2 separate regions of the Gossypium hirsutum genome follow, and region 1 is linked to region 2. The links are chromatin contacts, called in public Hi-C maps. All regions are on one chromosome and are shown on one strand. Each heading gives the region's core, a stretch centred on a gene start, on an enhancer-like site or on the middle of the called end of the contact. The rest is flanking DNA. Distances are from core to core; before and after follow the strand shown. Region 1 holds the start of LOC107891989 (vesicle-associated protein 2-2). Region 2 holds the start of LOC107891887 (beta-hexosaminidase 2).

What was found. A called contact is a pair of places that touch in the nucleus more often than the background predicts.
Region 1: a Hi-C map of hypocotyl shows a contact between it and region 2, with 2.5 times the contacts expected there. The contact joins the promoter of LOC107891989 here to the promoter of LOC107891887 in region 2. A contact is called at or near these places in 3 of 34 Hi-C or Micro-C datasets (hypocotyl and leaf).

The regions. Positions count from the first base shown.
Region 1 is chrA11:98,825,607-98,832,018 of Gossypium_hirsutum_v2.1, reverse strand. LOC107891989 (vesicle-associated protein 2-2) reads right to left here and starts at 1,331. Exons shown (of 9, transcript XM_016816943.2): 1 at 1,037-1,331; 2 at 314-394. The coding sequence starts at 362.
Region 2 is chrA11:98,672,605-98,679,029 of Gossypium_hirsutum_v2.1, reverse strand. LOC107891887 (beta-hexosaminidase 2) reads right to left here and starts at 2,538. Exons shown (of 2, transcript XM_016816814.2): 1 at 1,537-2,538; 2 at 1-846. The coding sequence starts at 2,356.

The DNA.
Region 1 (6,412 bases), core at 82-2,581, 150 kb before region 2:
GGCGGAAAAATATTAAAATCATTAATATTCAGATCTAATATGCTAGATTCAAAGAATAAGCACAAATTTTGCTTACTACCATATTTTAATATTTTATTTTTCAGAAAAAGAAGCGTTAAAACAAACAGGTTTAAACAACTCCTTGTTTCATCCGCGTATTTAGTGACCAAACAAAGAAAATAATTCTAAATAACAGATAATATTTTCTTATAATAGAAAAGATTAAAGAATGAAAAGTTACTTTATCTAATTTATTATAAAAATACTTTACGCAGCAAAAACAGAAGGGGCAATCAAGTAATTATGTACTCACATTCGAATTTAAGTTCCTTTGGCTCAATCTCCAAAAGTTGCGTGTTCATTTTCCTTCCTCACTTAGTCACCAAACCTTAATCTGCGCATAGTAATTATCAAACTAATCAGCAATATGATCCAAATGAAATGATGAGGCTTTCTTTTTCATTTTGCAAAATATCCGAATTTAGAATAAATATGAAGGTATAATTTTAAAAAGAAGAAGAAGGTGAAGTCGACACTAAATCGAGTTGTGACGCGCTTTGACTCGGATCAGACTCAAAACAACTCTGTTTGGATTCAAAATAAGAGATGATTCGGGTTCGAGGAGACGAAGTTTTGAAATCAAAGTAGAAAAAAAAGAGCAGAATATGTTTTAAAATTCTCAAAGCAAAATCGCAATAATGACTCGCTTCAACTCGGATCATTTTCCTTTTGATTCAGAACAACAACAACAAAATACATCACTAAGATCTCAAAGTTAAGCAGCGAAAAATTTGAGCTCAGACAAACTCAGTACTGACTCGAGTTTCAACTCAAGAGAAACGAGAATAACGTCATGGCACCGACATCTTATCATCTTCTTTTAAATACGATTATCAAAGCTCGCCAAAAAAACCAGTCAAACAACATCGTTTTCCAGGTCTCGAGTTTCCACAGAGCATGAAATTCAGAGCAAAAAGAAAAGACTAGAGAAGAAAACGACAACGTTTTTGTGGAAATCGGAAGTGGGAAAGCTTACCGGTATCAGCGAAGGAATCTGTGGCAAAGAGAAAAGAGAGAGAGGAAGGGGAAAGGGAGAGAAACGGAGAGCGGATTTATAGCGTGAAAGTGAAGAATTTAAATAGAATATAAAATTCTAGAATAAAAATATAATAATAATAAAAATAAAGAAAACAAAGCGGATAGTCCCAGAAATTGCCTGAGAGAGAGAGAGAGAGAGAGAGAGAGAGAGAGAGTTGTTTGGGGTTTGGTGGTGGGAGAGGTGAAATGGGGAGTGGCGAAGAAAAAAAAAAAGCTATGAAGTTGGGAAGTGAAAGACAAGCATAAAAAGGTAGCAAAGCTTTTAAATAGAAAACCAAAAGGCTGGAGCGTTAGTTGTACCCGCCGTTTCCTTCACTAACCCACTCCGTTTTGTTTTACTTCTTGCCTTTTGGGCCTTGCCTCGGTTTAACCTTCGATTTCCTTTCCTTATCATTTTCCTACTTTATATTGTTATTTTATTGTGTGAAATTTCTAATTTTTTTTATAATTTTTTTCTAAAATATATTTAAATTTTTGGGATTTAGACATTGTTGTAAATAAAGTTGTTAAAATCGAACTGACTAATTAGAATAAAGACTGTTTAATATATACCGACAATACATAAATATAGAGCAAAAGAAAAAAAAATAATTGACTTTGTTGAGCCAATGATTAAATCAATTTTATAATTTTTATTTTTTTAAATTATTATGATAATTTTAATAATTTATTTAATTGAAACTAAATTCATAGTAAAATTGATTGGATTAAAAATTAATGATTAAATTTATTTAACAGATACAAATAACCTCTGGTTTTTTTCAGATTTGGCGAGCTTAACCCAATTCCAAAATTCTTAGTCGAAAAAATATATTTTCTTAAAAGGTAAAAAGTGCTTTTTCTGAAATAATTAACTAATGCAATTAATAAATGCAAAAACGAACAGTTACAAAGCCAAGAAAGTAAACTAGCTGTCCACCAGCAAAAGGGCCACCAAACGGTGTACCCATAAAAAATAAAAAATAAAAAATAAAAACAACAAAATAAAAAACAATCAAAACAAAACCTAAAGACAACAGTGTCGTTCGTCTCCTCCAAACCGTTCAATCTCCATTATCGCATCAAAGACAGAGGCTAATGCTTCGCACCCCTTTTGGGGAAATAGACCTTTAAAATATCTAGCCCTCTGCTTCCAATTGAGTTCTTTCGGAAACTAAACTCACCCATTTTTTTGATTCAGTCCTTACCTTTTAAGAACAGTCACATTCGATTCCAATCCTTTAATTATTAACAATCTCTTCAACTGGTGTTGACGCCTCCTCCATTATAATAAGATTGGAAAATCCTTGTGCGCAAATAATAAATAAGGGCATAAGGGGTCGCCCTGTCTCAATCTCCTACTAGGCTTAAAATCTCCACCTTGTATCCCCTTCAAAACCGTCGAATATGTCACTGTAGTGACACATTTCATAATTAAATTTACTCAACCATTACATAAACCCATTTTTTCCATCATCTTTTCTTGACATACCCTCAGGACGATGCCAGAAAAATTTTTTAGGGGAGTCAGATGAAATTTTAATTTTTTATAATTTATATCTTTATAATTTATAAAGGATTAAATCAAATTTTTATAATTTTAGAGGGTCAAAGTGTAATTTTACCTTTACTAATTTAAAATTTTTAAAAAATTTTAAGAGCCTAAAATAAAATTTTACATTTTAGGGGGGCAGGGCCCATGCCAGCCACCCCAGCGTCGCCCCTGCATACGCCTTACTTATGTCAAGTTTTAAGCAAATGATCAAGTTATTCTTATTTTTGTCTTTTTAAATGAATGTAGGATTTTATAAGTTACTAATATATTATCTATAATGTAACAGTTTGGTTTAAACCTTAGTCGGAATAGTAGTTTCCAGACCACAAATTCGAGTTAAAAAATATTTAAATATTATTTTTTGTGCTTATGATATATGAATTAGCATGTGTGAAAGTTTCGTATGAAAATTTAATTGTTGGTATGCTCAATTTGATAAAAGGACCTAATCGCATAAAATGTAAAAGTTATCTTTTATATGTTAAAAGTGCCTATTTGATTTCGCTTATTATTTGAGAGGTCCTTATGTGGTTAATATGCCATTTACATGGTTAATGGACACTAATGGCCTTGTGTTTATTTATTTATTAGTTTTATAACAAAGGGTAAAATGGGAATTTAGTTAATATGATAATTAAAATAAAACCAAAAGCATGAAAATGGCCATTAATATCCATTTTTTGCCGAAAATTGATGAACAAAAGAAAAGAAAAAGAACACTAGGGTTCGGCTAAGGAAATCTTTGATTAAGGTATGTGTTTTAATCTGTTTTTGATAATTTTTACGTTTTTGTGATCGCTGCTTTGTGTTTTACTAAGCTCATGCCTCAATTTCTAATTTTGATGATAATTTTGAAATGTGCCATGGATGAATTCATGAGTTTTATGTTGTTAAATGATGAAATATGAAAGTTTAATGTTGGGTTAATATCTTTTGTCTTTGGATTTTTTATAATTTTGAGTAAAATGGGCTAAATTGTGAAATTTATGAATTGAAGGACTAAAATATGAAATAAATGAAATGTGTGGACTTGTATGAGTGCTATGAATATTTGGTCAAGCATGAGTATATGCATATTATGTGTATTTTGTGATTTTGTGAATTAGGGACTAAAGTGTCAAAACTTGAAAATGTAAGCGCTAGTTTGCAAATTGCCCTAAATATGTGTTTGCAGATTTATTTGAATGAACATGAAAGTGAATGAGTTAAATTTGAATTTATATAGATCGAGAATTAAAGAATACAGAATTAGATCGGGGAAAGTCGAAAGTCGTCGAGTAGCCGATTTAGTCTATCTAAATTCGTACGAGGTAAGTCAATATACAATAAACGTGTCTGAATTGAATTCTTATTATTCATATGATATTGAATTGTGATGAATGAATGTTTGAGCTAAATATTTGTTATTTGAGAAAGTATCGACAAAGTTCCGACGTCTGAAAAGTATCATACGAATCCTAGGAATAGTTAGGATACATATGTCATGACATAAGATTCTGATATGTGTTATCATGTAAGACCACATCTGGGACCTTGACATCGACTTCTGTTTTACGTGTAAGACCATGCCTAGGACATTGGCATCGTATCTGATTTCGTGTAAGACCCTGTCTGGGACAGTGGCATCAATGTTTTATTACATGTAAGACCACGTCTGGAACATTGGCATTGTATATATATATCCAATACCTTCCTAAATCTATTTACAGCATCTTTGATATAATTTTAAAAATCACATTGCACAGGCTGATTGGTCTAAATTGACTCGCATTATTTGGTGAGCTTGTCTTAGGGATTAAAATAATATTTGTTCTATTGATTTCTTGTATATCCTTACTTCATTTTAACACAACCAGACAGTATCTACAAATATCATCCCCTATATCCTGCCAATATTTTTGAAAGAAAAAAAATAGTAAAGCCATCCTTACCTGATGCTTTAAGAGTTGGCATTAATTTCACTGCTTCAAGAACTTCTTTTTTTTTTTTTTTGAAAATCAACCATCAGTTCCTCATTTAGAGCTCCAGTTATACAAGGTTGGACATTCTCGAAAATCCTATCACATTGGCCTACTGTTTTTGTCGTGAACAGTTCTTTAAAGAATTTGGAAGCAACATCAATGAGCTCAATCTCTCCTTCCATCCATCTTCCATTGACGTCGTTAATACCCCTGATTGTGTTTTTCCTCTTACGACCATTTGCCACCTTATGGAAAAAAGATGTATTTCAATCTGCCATTTTAAGCTAGTTTACCCTCGCCTTTTACTCCCAAAAAATTTCTTCTTTGTCTGCTCCAATATTTAAAGCTATATTTATATTCGTTATTTGTGCAAGTACTTCATCAATGGGATTGTCTTTGGCCAACTCCCTCAACCTAAATATAAATCTTGTTTTCTTCCTTCTCTAATTGCCTTATTCATGCTAGCCCATCTACTCAATTTCGATCTAAGTATAGATAATTTTTTGTAATATCTCCTTCACATGGTCCTCATCCTTTAATCACCTACTCCTCAAAATTCTCTTCCAACATCCAATCCGCATTAAATCGAAAAAGGAATGGTCTTGCTAGAGTGCGTCCACCAATTATTCCTATTGTGTTAAGCATAATCGGACAGTGATAAAAAATACTGTGTTGTAAGTGTTCAACTGAGTAGCCTGGAAAAAGTTCCCACCATCTTGTATTTGTCATGCTTCAGTCAAGTCTCTCTCTAATGTTATTGTTTGGCAACCCTCCCCTCTCCCATGTAAACCATTGTTCGGAGAAACCTAAGTCACTTAAGTTACAATCCATAAAACATCACAAAAAACAATCATTTGTCTCTCGTCTCTTACATGACCACCTTTCTTTTCAAACGAAAATATTATCTCGTTGAAATCTCTCATCACTACCTATGGTAAGTTACAATCTCTTCCCAATTATCTTAATAAATTTTATGATTCCTTTCGTAAACCTTTCATGGGCGTTTCATGAAAACCAATAAATCACCATGTTAATGATTCTTTCTTTTCCTTTACCATTACGTCAATGTATGAACTAGAGTAACTTCTTAAGGTTATGTCCACCTCTTCCCTACAGCTTAAAGATAAGCATCATTTTGATCTATCTGCTGCTACTTCTATCCCATTCCCAAAACCATAAATTTTCCTTATTCTTTCCATCCTTCTTGTGTTAACTTTTGTCTCAATAAGAAACAAGATTTGGGGTCGACTTTGTCTCAAACTATTCTTGAGACGACGAACCGCTCGTGGTTGCCCCAACCCGTGAATGTTCCAGCTTAGGATTTTCATTGTGACTGGCCGATCTGCTTTCCAACTGTCGACACTATTTCATTATCAACATTGGATCTAATCACTTTAAAAGGACTTGTCTTTTCTTGATATTCACATTGTATCTTTTGCCTCTTCTTTCCTTCCCTTAACACAATCGGCTTGTCCTCAGCTTCCTGTATTACCTCTTTTCCTTTGATAGAAACTCTTGCGTTAGCTAATTCATTTAAGAGTTTTGTCATTGTTTAAATGTTTCCCTTACTATTGCAACGCCCCCTTACCCGAGACCGTCGCCGAAGTCTAGCACGAGGCATTACTAAACTTATTTGAGCACTTAAACAAATTCAGACAATTTATATCATACTTTTCAGACAAGTTGTCCAACTGCGTCACAATCGCTAAAAAAATCATATCTCTAGTTAAAAAACTCGAAATTAAAATCCATAAATTTTCCCCAAATCTAGACTCATATATCTACTTACTAATTTTTTTCTAGAATTTTTCGTCAGGCC
Region 2 (6,425 bases), core at 1,289-3,788:
CGTTCAACCTATCGGTTGCCTCGGCAGACCTTTTTTTCCCAGACTCATCGCGGTTCCCCGACCACAATGTCTCGGCCATTGCTGAAGTTCTTGGCCAAATCCTTGCATCCAAAACTGTAGGATCAGCTTGTTCCGACCACAATGCCACCTCTCCACCAAGCACCAATTTGGCTTCATCTTCACTCAAACCATAAGTTATGTCATAGTCATAAATAGTTTGCCATGTTTTAAATGGTCCACACCAAGACCCCCCATTTAAAGATTCGCCCCCTGCTTGCTGATCATATTGGCTATCATTCCCTAGAAAATCTCCATGGCCACAGTCCAAATAATAGAATTCTGAAGATGATACGATCGCCCGGTATCCGGCTTCAACGATCCTTTTGGTGTTGTTTGTACCATTGTTCCATGTTTGCAAAATGGTATGCTCCTTTGGAAGAAATGAGGAGTCTACTTTCACAATACCATCTAATAAAACATCCTCCCAATAGACCACGGTACGATTGAGGGAAAGAATGTAAGGCAAAGTAAAGTTAACAAAGGTTTCCAGGAGCTGGCTGAGGGTTCCACCATTGGCAATGAAAGATTGAATGGTTGGATCAGCTTTCCAACATCCAGGAACTATCTCATCAGCTCCACCATGGTAGAATGTTTCAGGGAATAAGATAGATACATCACGGATTACGTTCTTGAGAACTTGGTAGGTTTTGGGGTTCAAGGGGTTTAAGTGGCCAGTTCCTGGCTCAGATGCAAGCCTATCACCCCAATCACTTCCGGCTGGCAACCAGAACATGTTTGCACATGCAACTATATCCGGATAGGCTTCTGCCCATGAACCTGTATGCCCTGCAATTACAAAGTAAAAAGCTTTTTTATGCGCACTTGATTTTAGTGTAGGGGAAAAAGAAAAGGGTGCTCTGTTTCTTAACATTAGACTTTAACCAATCTTAAAATAATGTTTAGATAAAACCAACATTGGAATGTTTTAACACACTTGATATGGAAAGGAATCATGGTTTCTTAAATAAAGCTTTCCCGTATTGGTTTGTCTCTTAGTGACATGTGTAAAGTATGGTGGGTCATGTCCATGTGCATGTTTTCTAGTGAGGGACCACGAACGGTTACAATTGAATGCGGTAGATATAGTGGGATAAAGCCAATGGGGGTAAAAATATAGGCCACTCTACTCAAAAAATACATTAGATCAAGTTTTTTTTTGTCAACATTTTATTTATTTCTATAATTAAAAATTAATATAATTGACAAAATAATTATATAGTGACATATATAAGCTAATTTATTTATTTTTTATTAGATGAGCAAAATATAATATGACATTTAATACAAAGGCCTCTATAATACTTTTATTAAGTGAATTGTATAAATTTCAAAACTATACAGTTAATAAATGACGCGTATCATTAATAATTGATGACAACATATCAAAGGACCCTCTTGATATATATGTCAAGAGCTGCAATAATGACTATCATGAATGGTGGGGAAATTCCAGAAATTTACTTATAAAAAGCTTACCTGGTGAATCGATTTCCGGTAGGACTCTGACCCCATGTTCCAACCCAAACTGAACAATCTTAGCCACATCTGAGGGAGAATATATCATGTCAGGTCCATAAGCTCCCTTGGCTGCAAGCTCAGGCTCCGAAGGCACCATCAGAGGAAATGAATGCGAATCAGTAACATGCCAATGGAATACATTAAGCTTGTTAGCACTCATTGCTTCAATAGTCCTTAATATGTCCTCAACCCCATAATAATTCCTTGATGTATCCAACATGACTCCCCTGTGTGCAAACAAGGGAGCATCCCAGATATACAAGCCAACGGGGACAACCGATGGATTGCCCCATACCAACTGCGAAAACGTCTCTAAACCCCTCATCGCACCCCATGCGGTTTCGGCTGTCAAATAGGCTGTTTCACCTACTTCAGAAATGGAGAGGGAGTAGGTCTCATTGACCCCATGTTGAAGGGATGCTGCGAGATCTGATATATCGATGGAAAGAGTTTGCAGAGGAGGGGATGAGGTGGAAACGTTTACGGAAGGGGTGATAAGGGGATGGTGGTGCTCGGTCCGGCTGAGGCGGAGGTAACGGCTGATAGCCGGTTGGAGGTTTTGATGGTAAGGAGAATTGATGGTGAAGTTTGTAGAAAGGGATCTGGCAAGTGGTTTTGGCCATGAAACCAGCCTTGGTTTAGGCCAAACATTCACTGCAGATTGTAGGGATAAGGTTGGTGGTAGAAAAGGTAATGTTAGGCAGATTATGGTGGCAAGTAATGAGATGGGAGGAACAGAAACTTGGAACATTGACCTTTTTCCTCCACAAATTCTCATTTCAATTGGTTCTTTTCCCCCCTTTAAGGTTTTGTGGTTGAGAGTTAAAGGACCGTTCAATGCACTGGTATGCTGTGCAAATCACTCTTCTTTATAGCACTGTTACTCTGTTTCCTTTCCGTTTGGAATTTTTTATTTGACTTTTCTATGCCAAAGACTTCACTTTTCTATTGTCTCTGTGTTATAGGGAAAAAAAAAGGAAAAAATGTGCAGAAGAGACATTTTTGTAAACCAAACTGTAGTCATTATCAAGCAAACTCATCGTTAAAGGTAATTTTCTCAGCCAGCATACTAATTTTGAAATCAACGAAAACCCATTTGTAATACCTCAATTTTGTTCTGAATATAGGTAAACAATATCATTTCTAAAAATTATAAAATATCACTAAACTATTTGAAAGTTTCATTGAACTTATTCGATTGTTAAAATAGTTATTGTATGACCAATTAAAAGCTCTCCTTCACCTCCTCTTTATAGTTCGGTTTTTTTTTAATGAAACAACTTTAAACATCACGAATCTACGAATTAAAATTAAAATAGTTTTTTCTTTGATCTTTAACATTAATTGTCAAATTGACTTATATCTAATGCATATTCTACTTGTCAATGGGTATTGATTCACCGTACCAATCTTCAAATCCTCACTTAGAGCTTGGTAGCTGAACTTTATTTGTTAAAAAAACTTAATAGCCTAATAAATTAAATAAAACTTTGAAATAGGTGAATGACTATAATTCAATGATTATTTTATAACATTTTAAAGTTAAGTGAACAAAACGTAAATTTATTAATAATTTAGAAACCTTAGATATAATTTACCATTTATTTTTTGGTCTAATATTCTTCTAAAACGACAATACATGAGCCCCTTAACTGTCTTCACTTAATTGCTCTAAAAACATTCGGAATTGCTTTTGGGGGTGAAACAATGTTTTTTCACCCAACCCAAAAATAATCCCACTTGACGTTTAAGGGTAAAAATACGTTAAAAAATATTTTTTTCACTCCAAACCTAAAAGTTCGGAGTTTTGATATTTTTGATTTTTTGCCTATAAAGTATAAATTATCAAAATACCTTATTTGTATTAAATATTTAAAACAGATTTAAAAATTTAGATTAATTTATATTTTATGTATTGTTGTATTAAATTCTTTAAATATCATTTATTATTATATTTAAAATATGAAAAAAAATATTTGGTGCATTGTCAGGGATAAAATGACGTAGTTATATATGTTAAAAGAAAGAGACACATAACAAATTTTTAAGTTTATTATTAGGGTACCAAGTACTCACCCTTAAAATATATATTTTTATGTATATTTATATTAAATATTATCTAATTTAATTTATTTGTAATTTCTCTAAAAGAAATATTTTAATTTTACAATACTTTTTCACATTCCGAAAATGAATTTTTCAAAATGAAATCGATACTAAGTGATTATTGCTTTTAATTCCTAACATTCAATTACTTCCTTAGCTTTCAAAGTAGTATTAATTTACCTTAAAAGGTACAATGTGGAGTAGGTTTTTTCCATGGCTAAAGTCACCAAATAGAAGCCGGTTTTGCCATTTGTCAATGATTATTGGAATCCCATGGCCGGCTCTGCTATTTTCTTTTATAAATGAGCAGGAAATTATGATCTTAACTTCCAAAATCTTCTCATTTTTAAACACACCAAACTTAACGTCTTCGCATGTCCTGCAGTGTCTTCTTGATTCCCCCAGTGGACATAGACAGCAACTGCACTTGCTCTCCTTATTTGTTTCTACCTTTGCCAATTGTCTGCAATTATATGAGGTCAACTATTTTCTAATCATTTCATCAAATAATATATTTAAAAAATTTACAACTCTTTTGATATAATAACTTATTTGGCCTTCTAACTTTATAAAAAAAATTATTTTAGTTCTTCATTTAATTTTTTTTATCTCTTTTAACTCTTAAATTTACACTATTTGTCAAATCACTCCAAAATATATATAAAAGTTAATGTTTGTTAACTTTGTTAATGTGGCATCCACGTGTATGTCGTATTAATAATTAATTAATTTTCTAAAACATTTTATAATTTTTATACTATTTTGAAAAAATTTAATTGCTAACGTACATGGCAATTCATGTGCATGTCACATCAACAAAATTAACAAATATTAATTTTTCTATCTATTTTAGATAATTTGACAGACAGTGCAAATTCAAGAGTTAAAAGAGGTAAAAAATCAAATAGAGGGCTAATATATATATATTGTAATTTGATGGAATTAAGGGAAATTTTTGATTGCAAGACACTTGAAAAAGCAAAGGACACAAGTGATAATATTATAATGGAGAAACTAAATTTGCCAAGAAAAACATAGTACAAGGGCCTTCTAAGAATTTGACCTTCCATCTATGGTATAATTTAGGTTAACCTTCCTGGATAATGAAGATCCACTAAAACAAGTAAATTAAAAGGCTCATACAATAATGAACTGTCAGTCCAATGTTACAAAACAAACTTATGGATTCATCCGATGCCAAAGTTGGGTGCTGAATCTTAGTGCATTAGTGTTTTCCTATGCTTTCGTCGCTTGTTTTGGCTGTAATACCTGTATATGGTAGAACTGCAGATTCCTGCTTGGTTTTCAACGATGAAATTATATCCTTAAAATATGCCATAGCTTTTTAAATTTTAAATTTTAAATTTTAATTTCAATTATTAATATTATTAAATTTTTGTTTGCTAAATTTATGGTTGTGATATTTTGAAATGAAAAAAAGTACTCATATAAGTAAAAAATAACATTATCATGAATCTGAATTTAACAAAAAAATTAAATAGTATTAACAGTTGGATTTATATTTTAAAATTTGAAAAGTAGATGGATAGTAAAAACACCATGGAGGTCCCTTACACTAAGAGCCAGGTTGCATTTTGCCCAATCTACATAAAAAATGAGCAAATTAATCCTTATACATTAGATCAAAGAGCAAATTGATCATTTTGTTAAAAAAATAATCCATTTTTGTTGTTAAAAAACTCGTCTCTATATATCAGCATGAGATATGTGCGGCATGCGATGTGTCACTATCTGATTATTTTGTTAGCCACACCAGTTTTTAACAATAGAGATAATTGAAGTTTTTAACAGTAGAGATGAATGAAATTTTTAACAGAAATAATTAATTTGCTTTTTGATCTAATATATAGGGACTTATTTACCCATTTTTGAGGTGAGGGCAAATATGCAATCGACTCTTAATACAAGGGTCTCTATACAAAAATAAATAGACTAAGTTTCAAATTTACAAAGAGTAGAGAACTTATGACATATTTTAACCAAATTACTTCCATGTATCTGGATTATTTGAGTTCATTAACAAAAACCCAGATTATTTATCCTAGTTTGCGAGGATTTAAATTTTTTAATATAAATAATTTTAGTTATATTCAATAAAAAGTACTTATATTTTTATATAAAATAAATAATTGAAATTACACATTTCTAATAAAAAATTATCATTAAAACTGTTTTAAATTAGGTCAAGAGTGCTCTCTCTTAGTTCTCCAAATAAACAGGTGCCGCTGTGGTTGGGGTGGAGTGGGGCGGTGACCTTTGGCCGTTATGGCAGGTGAGGAGATTTCTATTCTTGCAGACGAACTAGTTCAATTGACAGTTAAGAGTTCATTGGCCACACCAAGGGGCAAATCTTCTCTATTGTGCTCGGTGTGGACACGAAAGACTTATAATCCTGATGGGTTTCGTGTGCAAATTAAAAGTATATGGAAAACAAAAAGAAATTTTGACATTTATATGGTAGGTCAGAATCTGTTCCAGATCTCATTTGACGATGAAGATGATTTGGAGATGACCATGAATGGCAGACCTTGGTTATTTAGAAGACAGTTAATTATTTTTGAGAGGTTGACAGAGGCGATAGAAAGAAGTAAGTTAAAATTGATCTTTTCTCCTTTTTGGTTAAGAATCAGCCCGTGTCCTCCAGAACGTGGTCCAAAGGACCTGATGCATGCGATAGGATCAGCTTTTGGAGGTATTTTACATTCGGATATAAAGGGAGA